2 separate regions of the Anas platyrhynchos genome follow, and region 2 is linked to region 1. Evidence: chromatin contacts called from public Hi-C data. All regions are on one chromosome and are shown on one strand. The core of a region is the stretch at or near the end of the contact, and the rest is flanking DNA. Distances in the headings are between cores, read along the strand shown.

Region 1 (7,022 bases), core at 388-2,887:
TATTAAAGAAAACAAAGCAAAACAATTATATATGTCAGAAAAAAAATTTCTGCATGTTTCCAGGAGTTCATTTCCATTCATATCATTTAATACATCTCTATATACAATAAGCATAGACAATATCTGTTTCCTGTAAATGACTGACAACAGCAATACAGAATAAAGATAGAAATTCTTATACTTTAAGAAAACTACTACATTCCCTCACAGAACCTCACAGATCTGTTGTTTTTCTTTGATAGAATCAAGAATCATATGGTCAAGAAAAAAAGAAAAAAAAAAGTTAACATAGTCCATCTAGATTCAAAGAAGACATTTGAAACAATTAAATAAAGTATACTGACAAGGACTAAGTGTCATTAGCAATTATTTAAAAAAATAGGAGACATAGGAATAAACTCTATCTGTCACAGACAACCAGGAGCATCTCTAGGACCTGTGCTTACATCCAAGGTGTTCATCTGTCTAAAATGACCACAAGGGGGTGACTCAGAAGGTGACATGGTTTGCTGCCGATGCTTCCATCCGAGTAAGAATGAGGGCTGAAAATGAACCACAGAAGAGCCTCGGGAGGCTGAGTGACTAAGCACTAAAAGAGCAGAGGAAATCACATTTATGTAAACAAGTGTAAAATGATACATAAAAAAACAATCCTAACTTTGCATACAATTTTAATGATAGCCCCAAATTGGCTATTACTACTAGGGAATGAGGTTTTAGAGATATAATAGGTAGTTACATGAAAATATCAACTCAGTGCTGAACAATGATCAAAAAATGAAAAGAAATGCCATGAATTATGAGGAAATTAATACTGAACAAGTGTGGTGGTTTTACCAAAAAAATGTCACTATGCCACTGTGCAAAATCAATATGTATGTTATGAATAGCAAGAGCATGACTGAAAGGGTACAGCAGGAGTGAAAAGGTACAGAGTAACCTAGCAAGGACGACTTTACCTCACAGTGGCCCTTCTAAAAAGAAGTAGAATAGTTTAGGATGACAAAACCTGGTGATGAGACAGTTGGGAAAAGGGTAAGAGATAGAGAAATCAAGGGTGGCATGGAGAGGGTAAATAGAGAATCTCTGCTTTTTCACCAAATAGAGCATCTGGGAGGCATCAAAGGGTACTAGAAACAAAATGCACTGTAGATAAAAACGTGTATCATTACACTTTGGTTTTAATCAGAAGGACATCTGCAAGCTCTTTAATCTGAGACACTAAATGAGCAGTTTTTACGGTACTTGAATCTATTAACAATACTTCGATGTTTGCCACTGACCAAATCTTCTTTATGTATAGTGAGTAACCTGAGAAACCAGATTCTCTTACTTCACACACACAACTCTGGACATTTTTGTATTGCAAAAAGCATACTAATAAAAAATGTGTCTAGTACCTAAGGTCTATAAACTTAAAGTACCTTTTCCTCAATAACAGGGTGACCTCAAGGAACCACCCAAGGCCTGTACTGTCCTCAAAACCACAGCCACACTTGGGAGAACACTGACTGGTAAAGACAAAAACCACATCAGGCATGACACCAATAATTCCACAGATGACTACGGGAAAGCATTCAGGCTCTGACATTGTTTTCTTTACAAGTACAGATGCAGGCACTGATAGAAGAAGAGGAAAACCAAGGGTATGATGCATCTTTGCACAGTGCCAGGAGAGCAAGAGAAGGCTGTGGTGACTGACCACTTCCTTCTTGTGACTCATGGGCTACTTGCTGTAGAACCATTTAATAAACTCAAAGAACAAAAGAGTTTTCTAATCTTGTTTATGGAGCATGTATCAGCAAGTAGCCTGGGATGAAGATTGTAGGGGCTTCATAGACATTTCTTATTTAAATTTGTGCCCCTATAGGTATCTACCAACAGCCAAAATGATAGCAGTTATTTTTTGCACCCATTGTGCAGTCCAGAGTTGTGTGAATTATGTCACTGTATTTGGAATAATTCCTAAAGCACATGAAAAATACTCATGGCCTGTACTAAGTGAAGCCAAACTTTGCCAACTTTCATTTCATGCAGGCAGAATTTTCTTTTTCACAGGACTTATCACAAACTCATAGGGATGTTGGCCAGAAGGTATCTTTTCAATACCTTTACAAGGGGGCTTGTAAAAAAGATGGAGAGCAACTTTTTGCTCATTCAGATAATGACACGATGAAGGAGAATGGATTTAAACTAAAAGAGGGGAGATTTAGATTAGATATAAGGAATAAATTATTGACTCAGAGGGTGGGGGAGGCACTAGAACAACTTGTCCAGAGAAGCTGTGGAAACCCCACCCCTGGAGGTGTTCAAGACCAGGCTGGATAAGGCCTCAGGCAACCTGATCTAGTGGGTGGCATCCCTGCCCACGGCAGGGGGGTTGGAACTAGATGGTCTTTAAGGTCCTTTCCAACCCAAACCATTTTATGATGATTCTATGATCTCTGGAGGTCTGTAACGCAACTTCCTGCTCAAATTGGAGCTCTGTTCAGCACTACATGGTCAGCCAGGATTTTGGCTATCTGAGCTTTGAAAATCAAGAGGTAACACAACCTTCCTGGACTCAATCTCCAGTGCTGCATTATCAAGCCTAATAAAGAAGTTTATCCTAATGTGCATCCTGAACATCCCAGGCCACAATCCATGGTTACTTCACCTTGTTAGTAGACGATTAGATGAGGACAACAATTTCCAACAACGTGCTGTCCACGTTCCTCCTATTGTAGCCCACTATGCAGTTTGCCATACTGACAGCCAGAACACAGTCTTGGCTCATATTTGACTCCTATCTGTCCACTCCAATAAACCAGGTGTTGTCCATCAGGGCTGCTGCTCAGCCTGTAAGTAAGAATCTATCTGATGATACAGAGGCATATCTTTGAGTCCATAAAATGGACAAGTTATTTTTTCCACCATAAAATCAAACACTGAATGGAATTAAGACTTTTTGTGACATAGTTAATGACAAAGTTCAGATGGAAGGAATGTGAATTAACAGATGGGTCAGCAACTATGATTTCATTTAGATAAGACATACAGTAACCCAGTCTGGGACAACTAATTGCAGACCTCATCTGTCCTTGCATTTAACCGACTGCACAGAAAATGGCTCAGAATAAGAAGCACAATTCTGTTTTCTTAACATTTACTGTGCAAAACTGTGGCTTTCTGAAAATAAGGTTCCTAACAATTCAAATATATTAATCTTCTCTACTATCATCTTTTTCGTCTTTTTAAATAGAAAATGGATTTACCCCATAAAATGTGTGAGTGAGGTGTTCACTAGTGTTCAAGCATTGTAAAAAATTGCCAGTCTGATGACAAGATAACGGTTGTTCACTGTCACTAGTCTGTTCTTTACCTGATTCAGAATGAGAATAGCCTGGTAATTACAGGCCTGTCAGTCTCACTTCTGTGCCTGGTAAAATTATGGAGAAAATTATTCCCGGAGTTATTGAAAAACACCTGAAGGACATAGCAGTCATTGGCCACAGGTCCATGAGGGGATAGTCCTGCTTAAGAAACTTAATTTCCTTTTATGACAAGGTCCCCCATCTAGGTGATCAACGAAAGCCAGTTGATGTAATCTTTTTGGATTTCAGTAAATCTTTCAAAACAGTTTTGCACACTATACTTCTGGACAAAATGTTCAGCATTCAACCTAGATAAATGCATAATACTATGGGTGAACAATTGGCTGACACATTGGGCTCAAAGGTTTCTAGTAAATGGGATTACATCAGGCTGGCGGCCAGTCACTACAGGCCTTTATTTTAGGGCCAGTGCTTTTTAATGTTTTCATAAATGACTTGGATGCAGGACTTGAAGGTATACCGAGAAGGTTTGCAGATGACGCTAAACTGGGAGGAGCTGCTGACTCTGTAGAGAGGCCTTTCAGAGAGATACAAATTATTGAGCTGAACAATCACCAACTGCATGAAATTTAACAACAGCAAGTGCTGGATTCTGCACCTGGGATGAGGCAACCTTGGATATATGTACAGGCTGGGGATAAGAAGCTGGAGAACAGCCCCGTAGAAAAGGATCTGGGGGTTTTGGTTGATGGCAAGTAGACTAAGAGCCAGCACCATGCCCTGGCAGCCAAAAGGGCAAACTGTACCCTGGGGTGCATCAGACACAGTATTGCTAGTCAGTTAAGGGAAGGGATTGCCCTGCTCTGCTCTGCACTGGTGCAGCCTCACCTTGAGCACTGCATGCAGTTTGGGGCACCACAGCATAAAAAGGCCATAAAACTATTAGAGAGTGTCCAAAGGAGGGCTATGGAAATGGTGAAGGGTCTGGAGGGGAAGAGATATGAGGAGCGGCTGAGGTCCCTGGGTTTGTTCAGCCCACAGCAGAGCAGCCTGAGGGGAGGTCTCCTGGTGGCCTGCAGCTCCCTCACAGGGGAGTGGAGGGACAGGCGCTGAGCTCTGCTCCCTGGGGACAGCAACAGGACCCGAGGGAACGACATGGAGCTGGGACAGGGGGGACTCCGACTGGGTGTTAGGGAAAGGGTCTGCACCCAGAGGGTGGTTGGGTGCTGGGACAGGCTCCCCAGGGCAGTGGTCATGGCACCAAGCCTGTGGACAATGCTCTCAGACACATGGTCTGCTTTTTGGGTGGTCCTTTGTGAAACCAAGGGTTGGACTTGATGATCCTTGTGGGTCCCTTCCAACCTGGGGTATTCTGTGATGCTATGATTCTATGAAAAGCTTTTGAATGAGACTGTGAGTATATTTGGTTAATGCTTTATAAGGCTGTGATACATAATCTCTTTAATAGTTGGTTTCAGTAAATACCAAGTAGAATATACATTGAAAGTTAGATTTGCTCTTGCAGACCAGTCAAAGACTAGTATACTAGAAAAAATTAAATCTACAATCCATTCCCTGGAAACTTTTCTGAAGAAAAAAAAATATACACAGAAGATCAGCAACATACTGAGGCCAGCAAAAAAATTGAATACATCCCTATAATTTTGAAGCCAAGTTTACTGACTATAAATCTACTGTGAAAAGCCTGGAAAACTATACAGCAGACTTTCAGCCTTGACAGCACGTTTCCCCCTTTCTGATGTTTCAGTATCAGCAAGCACAGGGCACTGCTCAAATGCTCTGAGTGACAGATCATGCCTCTCCCCTTTCATTTGTAAATACTGCATGTGTTTCACTCAGACTTCTCCCCATTAGTGTAGCCATATCTATCCCATGCTTAATTGTATTTTTTAATTGTAAAATAAGCTCTTGAGCTCTGTATTCTCCATTTCTATTCACTTGTAAAACAATCAGAAATAGAAATCATGACAACTGAGGCCAAAACCATCCCAGGTTTTGCTGGATAACCAGGCAGGCTCTTGCCCTGTCGTACCGTCAGATGTAAAGCTGGTAGGTGAACTCCCAGTGAATTCAGCAGCCTCCCCCCTCCCAGATTTTCAGAATCAGACTGAGCCATGCATACAGGCTGAGAGGAGGCAATGCACTGTGCTCCCTCCAACCCCATCACCTGGGGCAATCACAAAAGTAAGCATCAGCTGTCAGGAAGGCTGAAAGTTCTTCTTTTCCACTTAGTTCAGTTTTATTTATTTCCTAAATTTCATAGCCTGCTCTGTTTTAATGCATTCCACAATGACTTAATCAGAGCTCTTTACGCAGTCCCTAAAAGGGCCAGCCATGAAGCTGTCTTTTCATCCCACTCAAATACGTTTCTCTCAGACCTGCCAAACCTCAAAAGGCATTGCCTGCTTTACCCTCTGACACACCAAAGCCCATTTCTCTTGCATACATTAGCTCAGCACCACCTTCCTCACTTCCTCTGCCAAATTCTTGATATTTTGCCCTGATTTCTTCAAAATCCGGTGTTTCATTTAGGATAATTCATTGCTATAGATTGCATTGATACAGGTGATAGAATAATAGTTTTCTGTTTAGATCGTTTCTCTGTGAAATCTGCATTGAATGGCCAAATTTCTACACATCTTTCAGTCATTCCCATTTTTCCATACTAACAGAGGGAAGAACTGTGGAAAGTAAAAGGAATGGAGAAGTGCCTAAAAAACAGGTATCTTCTGGTGATGGCATTACTTGTTCCCCAAATTTTCTACTTTTTACACACTTTTTTTTTTTTTGCAAGTCAAATAGTAGAAAAGATCATACATGAAGAACCTTCAGCTGTTTTAAAATTAATTTGTAAATATTTCAGTTTTACAGTCAGGCTGTACTCACACAAAGTTCCCCTGAAGATGGTGCTGAAATTGTATTACACTCAGCCATAATCTCCTGACTCTTCGCCACCATTTATAAGGCTCATAGACTTTCATGGGCTGATGAACTCCCCCAGGAAAAGATGTACTTTAAGGATGAAGAATAAATACTAAATCTGACAGTTTGGAAAAAAAAAAAAAAAAAAAAATTTGACAGAACGAATACCATGGTCATTTTATGAAATCTAAACCACATACCGATTTTACTGCTAGGTTCTTCTCATAGCAACTTTATCTTAAATTGCCATTAGCAAATCCAGACAGTAAATTCATTTTAATGATTAAGCCATTATTTCTAATGCTTTGATTAGGTTTCAAGAAATAAAAATGCACTTTTCCTTCCACACCATCATGAATAAACTCTACTAGATGGTTTGACTAGAACTAGTCTAAAACATCCAAATAAACTATTTTAAAGTTGTTTTCAAAATTCCTTTAGAACAACCTACTTCAATTTACAAAAGAGAAAGATGAAGATAGCCTTTTCATTTAGGATAGCAGAATCCAGATGCAAGGAGTCTCACTACCCTAAGCACAAGCTCAGCCATATCAGTTTTATTAAAGAGCACAAGGGATGATGTTATCATTGGAAAAATGATAACGTCCCTTCAGAAGACATAGCCACAGGGAAAAAACTAGCAAGCAAACAAACAAAAAAAAAACACTCCATAACAAGGTCTGTTTCTCTTGATCAGTGCAGTCATAAAATTCTGAGTTTCCATAACATAAATTTATTATCTCTCCCCCCCCCCCCCCCCTTTCT
Region 2 (7,151 bases), core at 3,009-5,508, 120 kb after region 1:
AAGAGCTTCTACCAAATATTTGATTAATCTACGAGAGACAGCAATTTATCTGCAGGGCGCACAGACTCCCGTGAGGGAGGTGTTTGTCAGCTATCCTTGTGTAGTATTAGATACAATTTCAGTAGAAACATTGTGCAGGCTGTGCCTTTGAAATTAAGCTCACATCTGGCTTTTTGCCTTTTTATTAAATTGTTACACGCGTGGTCATGGGCAAATCCTTAAGTTCCCTCACAAGTACTTACATGGAAGATGAAAATAAAATGTAGACTATACAGTTAAGGGGGCATACCATAAATGAGAAATTTAAAGCTCTAATGTAGGGATATCAAACACTAATGACATGTAAGCGTAGACTAAACCCCTAAATTCACTGAAGTCTGTCCTCACCTAAAAAATGTCTCCTTTTTCAGTGCCTGGAGTGTTATGCCAGTGAAGTGCTACATCAGTGCCCGATAGCTTGTGTGCTCTGTTCAGCCTAGGCATATTTCTATTCAGCAGTATTTTTGCAAGAAGCTTCTGCTTGTTCACTAATACAAAGCACATAATATGCGTTTAAACTGTATGAACCATTTTAATCAGGCAAGTTTAATGCCCCTTAACTTAGGGCAACTGCTGATGATTCGCTGTGGCCCACCAGAGTGCTGAGCCCATCTATTCAGAGCCGCTGGATTTAGCTGATCCTCCCGCCTCTGCCCCTCTGCCCAGCTCTCTGATGGTGTGGTGATTGCAGAGCCACTGTGTTTGCTATGGCTGGGTGTTGCTAGTCCCTAAGCTACAAGTCTCAATTTCCACCACTGCTCTCTGTTGTCTCCCCGTGACCCGGGAAGGCTGTTTGTCAGCACTGCTACAGGGGCAAGACTGCAAAAACGCTCTTGGCCAATGTGGCTGAAAACACTGCATAAGGGGCCTGCCATATGATAGCAGTAAACCTGCCAGGGTAGGCACCCATCTTTGCACTGCCAGAAACTATTGATTGCTACAGGTCAGAGCTGGTGTTTCACACTTCATTATCTTCGTACCTAAGATTAGCTTGTCTCGAGGTGCTCTTCTGCAGTTGTGATACTAATCCACAGCAGCAGGTCCCAAATTGTTGTCCCTGATCCATTTGTGGTCAAGGATATTGGGGTAAATTACCCTGAAACCTCACCTGCCTTGCCAGTTCAGTTAAAACCTCAGAGCTTTCTGGTAAGGAGAGCCTTTGCTTCATGCTTGAGCACAGAGTAATCATACTGGGAAGAAAAAACAGTATCAGGCAACTGTTTGGCAATGTGTGTTTGAAACTTGATCTTATTATTTATAAACTGGGGTTTAACCTTTTTAAATGTTTATTATTATGGCTCTAAAGATGTGCTGTAGAGTAGCATCACAGTTCTTGCAGATGTATTTGCTCTTGGCATTTAGGTTTACCTCTGACTGCTTTAATGGAAACTTGTTCGTATTTGCTTCTCCGAGGTGTCATTTGTCACACCAAAACAAGCACGCTCTAAATTACAACCTGGATTCTCTTCTGGCTTCTGCTTGCAGTCAAAAAAAAAAAAAATGGTTAATCGGTGGCCTACCTTCAGAGCAAGCTGTGTGTATGGACTGGCTTCAAATAATGATACCGCTTCCACCTGCGCAATTGATTGTATCAGAACTGCTTTCATGCAACTCAGAGTATGGTTTGAGGTTGATGGGGTGTGACTGGAAGCAACATTGGGACTGTAAAATGCGAAACGAGTGAGAAAGAATGTAGGTTCATCACCAAACCCCAAACTGAGATCACAGAGACTGACAGTAAGTGGAAAAAAGAAAAAAGAAAACTTTGATTTAGAACCGGTAAAGAAAACTCTCAGAAGTCACTGAGACACAGGCTAAGGAACCATGTCGCTTTCAGAGTAAGACTAATTTATAAAGTACTTAGGAGGTAAATTTGTCTCCCTTAGCATGATCAGAAAGTAATTTAGTAGAAACACTGTGCTAGCTTTATGCTGTAAAGCAGTTCTTAGCATCCCCTGAATGCCAAGACCTTGACGTGTTTGGTGCATTGTACCCCAAACAAATGCACGAATAAATAAAGCAGTGATCATGGAGAGGAACATGGTTATATTCTCTTAAAATCTCTGAAATCAGTGCCGACCCCCGGTCCTTTTCATGGTTTAGAAAAACAGGTGGCTGTTGAGAAGCACAACAGCGATGCACCTTGATCAAAATCAAGCTCTGCTCTGCGAGAAGGGACGCGGGTATTTGGTCCGTATCTGTTGTGGTGTGTCGCATCCGTACCCGTGCGTTAGACTGGGAGGCCCTCGGTGTCTGCCTCCTGCTTTGCAGATCCCCAAAGAGCAGTAGCAACTGACAGTGCTGGCAAACAAAGAGTTCTTGATATATAGCTGAAACGCAAGCGGGTGGGCTCTCAGCTCGAGGCATGGATGAGGCTGGGCAGCTGTTGCGGCATCGGACGCCCAGCTGTGTTTTATTGGAGAATAAAACACATGAGCCTGGCACGTAGCGGTCGCTGCCATGGGTTATTGCTGCTGTCACATCGCAGCCCTCAGGACGCAGGCTGTGTGTTTTGGTGTTACTTTTGTAACTCCAAAAGACACAAAGATTGTGTCTTATGGGAAGCAACAGGGCTGTGTCATCAGTGGGAACACAGGAAAAGACATTTTATTAAGAATAAAAGCGTGGTTGATTTTAAATCTGTTTTAACTGCATTCACAATGGAAGAGATTGGATGCTCCCCTCAGCAGCCAGCTTGGGACAAGGCAGTTGGTTACAGTAAGTCTGTTTTGACCCCAAAATGCCTCTCTTCCTGCTCAGAAATTCAGTGGGTTCCCAAAGAACAATACAACAACCTTGCCACGAGAGGGGAGAAATAGAAAAGTTTCAGCAGAAAAGGAAAACAGGAAAATCACTAAAAAAATCACTAAAAAAGGACATGGAGTTTGAAAAAAAAAAAATATATATATATATATATATATATATATATATATATATATGAAAGATCTGCCCTATTATTCCAAATGAGAATTCAAGCAATGAAATTTGGGAGCAGTCCTAATGCCAACCCTCAGTTTTATGAACATATTTTTGTTACCATTTTCTGCAACAATCAAAATCTCATATAATTATTCTTCTATAATTGCCTGCTTAACAGGTCCACTCACAGACCCTTTGTCCACACCTCCTTCTCCCAGTGCCTCTCCCTCAACCAACTTCCCCCTTAAGCTTCTCTGCAACCTCAGTCTACTGAAAAGAGATCGTGACAAGTTCACTTTTCCCATGATAAGTCTGAAGTTCATGGAGCAATAGCAAAGATTGTCTCTCTGCTGTTTTTATATACTATACGGCACAACAGTCTGCGCCAGAATTAGAGCTTTAATGGCTTGGAAAATAAGCCTAAAAATCCTTCCTCTCACCAGCGTAGACGGATCTGCTCATTGCAGCTTTTTGTTGCAATCACAACTCACCTGCACAGAATACATTTCCTGTGTGGATTCTAAGTGAAGACTTTTTCATGCAAACATAAAATCACTGTGCTGCTCAGGAAAGGAGCGTAAAATTCCTGTTGTCTACCTTGCTTACGTCATGGCATGCTTAAAACAACACTAAAGCTCCTTGGGTCTTTGCCCCAAGGTGTCCCTGCACAACTGATGTGCCATCAACGTCACTGGAGCAGTGCCCCAGTCCACCTCTCGCATCCCTAGCGCTGTTCTCTAACTCAGTAACAGCCCTTACCATGCATTAGCACCTATTTATCTAAATCTTCCCCAGCCAATCAGTTTCCCATTGCTAGGCGATAACCCAAGTTTCCCATTTTTATTCATCTCTTGTCCAAGCTGGCTTCCCTGTGAACTGAGATAACAAATTCAAGTACCAGGGAAGATCTTGTCCCTCATTCACTACAGGGTGATGCCTTTGACACCTGGCTGAGCTGATCCAGAGTTCAAGCAGGGTCAGCCCTGTTTGGGACATTACTTCTGCTTGTTTAGGTAAAGAGCTAAACCCTTCTTACGGTGGAGGAGACCCCAGATCTCCTTGCACATTTCTGAGCACCCCTGGAACCTCCTCCCTCAGAGCACCTGTGCTGCATCATACCCAAGGGAGCAAACCAAAAGGAACAAAACACCTGGAAAATGCCACAGGAGCTGTCTGCAGAGCCAGTGAAGCCCAGATTTAAACTCTGGGGAAAGAGGCATGACATATCTTTGAAATCTCATAATAGGGTCTGTATTGGCAAAGCTGACATCCAAGATGACAGTTTTGAAGGGCAAGGAGATCCAAAATAGGGACCTATTTTTCCAAGATACTTGTCTGCAAGTGCAGAAAGACACTTGCTGGGATATTCAAGAGCTTTCGGCTGTAAAAGTCCCATGAGGATGCTGTGGTGCTGGGGCAGTACAGCAGGCACCAAACACTAAGGCAATTAGTGTAAGTACACATAAGCAGCCAAACCAGTCCCCTTGCTCCAGTCATGTTTAAGTAACAGGTCTCTTTAAGTGCACTTTTAAATTTAGTTGTGGCTGTGCAGGCTAATCAAATGCTAGCACTCACATTCTCAGCTGCTTCCTCTGAACATGACTGTGAGCTGTTTAATGGAGCCAGGTGATCTTTAAGGTCCCTTCCAACCCAAACCATTCAGGGATGCTGTGATAACGCAACCTGACGATGATTGTTTTTGCCTGGAGCCCAGGGGAAACGCATTCACCACTCAGTGGTTTACTTACAGCCAGGGCATTTCGCTACAGGCATTCAATGGACAGAACATCCTTCTTTTCTCTTGAGATTAGAAATTATGCGAAATACACGTGAGTTAATATATTTTAGTTTAAAATCCATATGTCGTGACTTTCTAGAGATTAACTTCAGGGTCAGAGAAGAATGTTTTCAGGTGAGCCTGATTGGGGTTCAGCTAGCTGTGACAGATGCAGTTCATCTGGGGGTGGGAGGGGGAATTGTGGAGAGGATAAAAGAGGCTTTGGAAGGCAGTGCAGGGTTCTTTCTCTCAGGGAAGCTTTCCAGTCTTTGTCCAAGTAATCTCCTGCAGTGCTCTGCACCGTATTATGCCCTCACCTATTCCTTTTAATCACTTTCTTCCTTTGGAGCTCTCCCCATCTGCGGACTTGAGGCCCTGCAGCAGCCCCCTAGTTATCCCCGGCAAAGAGGGGAAGGCCTTTTTGGGAGGAACCCCCTCGCCAAGGGTCCGCCGCCTGCCTCCGCGCCTGGCCTGGTGCTCCATCGACTGGGACCAGCTCTGCCTCCTGCAGCCCCTGGGCTCTGGGGGCTTTGGGTCTGTCTACAAAGCCACCTACCATGGTGCGACCGTGGCTGTGAAGCAGGTGAAGAAGAGCAGCAAAAACCGGCTGGCATCACGGCAGAGCTTTTGGGCTGAGCTGAACGTCGCCTGGCTGCAGCACGAGAATGTGGTGCGCGTGGTGGCCGCCAGCACGTGTGCCCCTGCCAGCCAGAACAGCCTGGGCACCATCATCATGGAGTATGTGGGCAACATCACCCTGCACCACGTTATTTACGGCACTGGCAAGGCGTGGAGGCAGGGGGAGGATGAGGAAGGAGGGTGTGGCAGGAAGGCTCTGAGCATGGAGGAGGCCGTGGGCTATGCCTGCGACATCGCCACGGGCCTGGCCTTCCTCCACGCGCAGGGCATCGTGCACTTAGACCTGAAGCCTGCTAATGTCTTCATCACGGAGCAAGGGGTGTGCAAGATCGGAGACTTTGGCTGCTCCCAGAAACTGGAGGACGGCTTGTCCCACAGCCCCCACGTTTCCCAGCACGGGGGCACCTACACGCACCGTGCCCCCGAGCTCCTCAAGGGCGAGAGGGTGACGGCCAAGGCGGACATCTACTCCTTTGCCATCACCCTCTGGCAGATGGTCATGCGGGAGCAGCCCTACCTGGGCGAGCGGCAGCACGTGCTCTATGCCGTGGTGGCCTACAACCTGCGCCCTTCCCTGGCTGCTGCTGTTTTCCACGAGTTGCCCACGGGCCAAAGGCTGAGGAGCATTATTAGCTGCTGCTGGAAGGCCAACGTGGAGCAGCGCCTCAGTGCTGCCCAGCTGCTGCCCAGCCTCAGGGCCCTTAAGGGGAGCCTCTAGGAAAAAACTGAAGATGACTCCTTTTTTTTTTTTTTATTCGCATCTTGTCTTTCCACCCACCTTCCCTGCAAGTGTGATGGGTTTAGCCCCTCTGTGATCCAAAGACTTTGTTGCTCTTTTTATATTTAAAAAAAAAGTCAGTTTGTTATAAGAAGATTACAAATAAAGACATTTAACTAGACTTTGGGGCTTTTTAAACCATGGAGGGGAATAGAGAGGCAAGGATCGAGATATTGGTGAATATGACTCTTTCCGGTTGATCTCCGGTGCACTGCCTCATTTAGGGGGAAAAAATGGGGAATGGGACAAGCAAAAGAAATAGTTGTTTTGAAATAATAATAATTAAAAAAAAAAAAGACTGCTTTTGGGAGGTTTTGTACCTAATGTTTTTTGGTGTTTCCAAATATGAAATACGAATTGTTCTTTAGACTAATTCAGTTTTTGTATTTAAACTTTTCTTCATAAATGAATGCAGAGTGTCAGTGTGTGTGTGTGTTTTTTTTTTCCTGTTCTTAGAAGTAGTTTTGTTGTTTTTGAATTGGAACATGTAACCTACCTGATCTCCCTGTTGACACAAGAGACCTTCTTGTCATTCTAAGACTCCTGAGCATAAGTTGATAGACACATTAACAACCTGTGCTTTTATAAACTCTCCATGCTACCAGGTGTTTGTTGCGACTTGCTAGTTGGTATTTTGTAAACTGCAGTATCTGAAGTATTACAAGAACATCTTGTGTGGAACAGAAAAATCTTAGATCTTGGAGGTAAAATGGGAATTAAAAATATATACGTATGAGTTGTAAGGGAGATACATAGATACAAAAAAAAAAAAAACGGATGAGGGGAAAAATTATGCTCCCTTCTTAATGGGTCAGTACCAGGTAAGATACTGAAAGCAGTGAAAATGAAGACTTTTTAAAGCAGTGATAATGATACTTTGCCAGTGCTTGAAGTGTACATCATTGAACAATTCTCTGCTCGTGACTGCACTGTTTGTCTTATCTACTGTCTTTCCTAATCTGGTTGTAACATGTCTGGGAGAGGAAGTGCTCTAGGCAA

Evidence for each region. A called contact is a pair of places that touch in the nucleus more often than the background predicts.
Region 2: a Hi-C map of liver shows a contact between it and region 1, with 4 times the contacts expected there. The contact joins the promoter of MOS here to the enhancer-like site in region 1. A contact is called at or near these places in 5 of 8 Hi-C or Micro-C datasets (F1 follicle, liver, skeletal muscle and 2 more).

Annotation. Positions count from the first base shown.
Region 1 is chr2:40,070,109-40,077,130 of IASCAAS_PekinDuck_T2T, forward strand. No RefSeq gene overlaps it. Among named protein-coding and RNA genes, the nearest start is that of SDR16C5, 19 kb to the right of the region's middle. Within about 2 kb of position 1,638, at least 2 of the 8 cell types and tissues checked have an H3K27ac peak or open chromatin away from gene starts, as enhancers often do.
Region 2 is chr2:40,184,842-40,191,992 of IASCAAS_PekinDuck_T2T, forward strand. MOS (MOS proto-oncogene, serine/threonine kinase) reads left to right here and starts at 4,259. Exons shown (of 1, transcript XM_005012118.6): 1 at 4,259-6,714. The coding sequence starts at 5,043. The coding sequence ends at 6,092.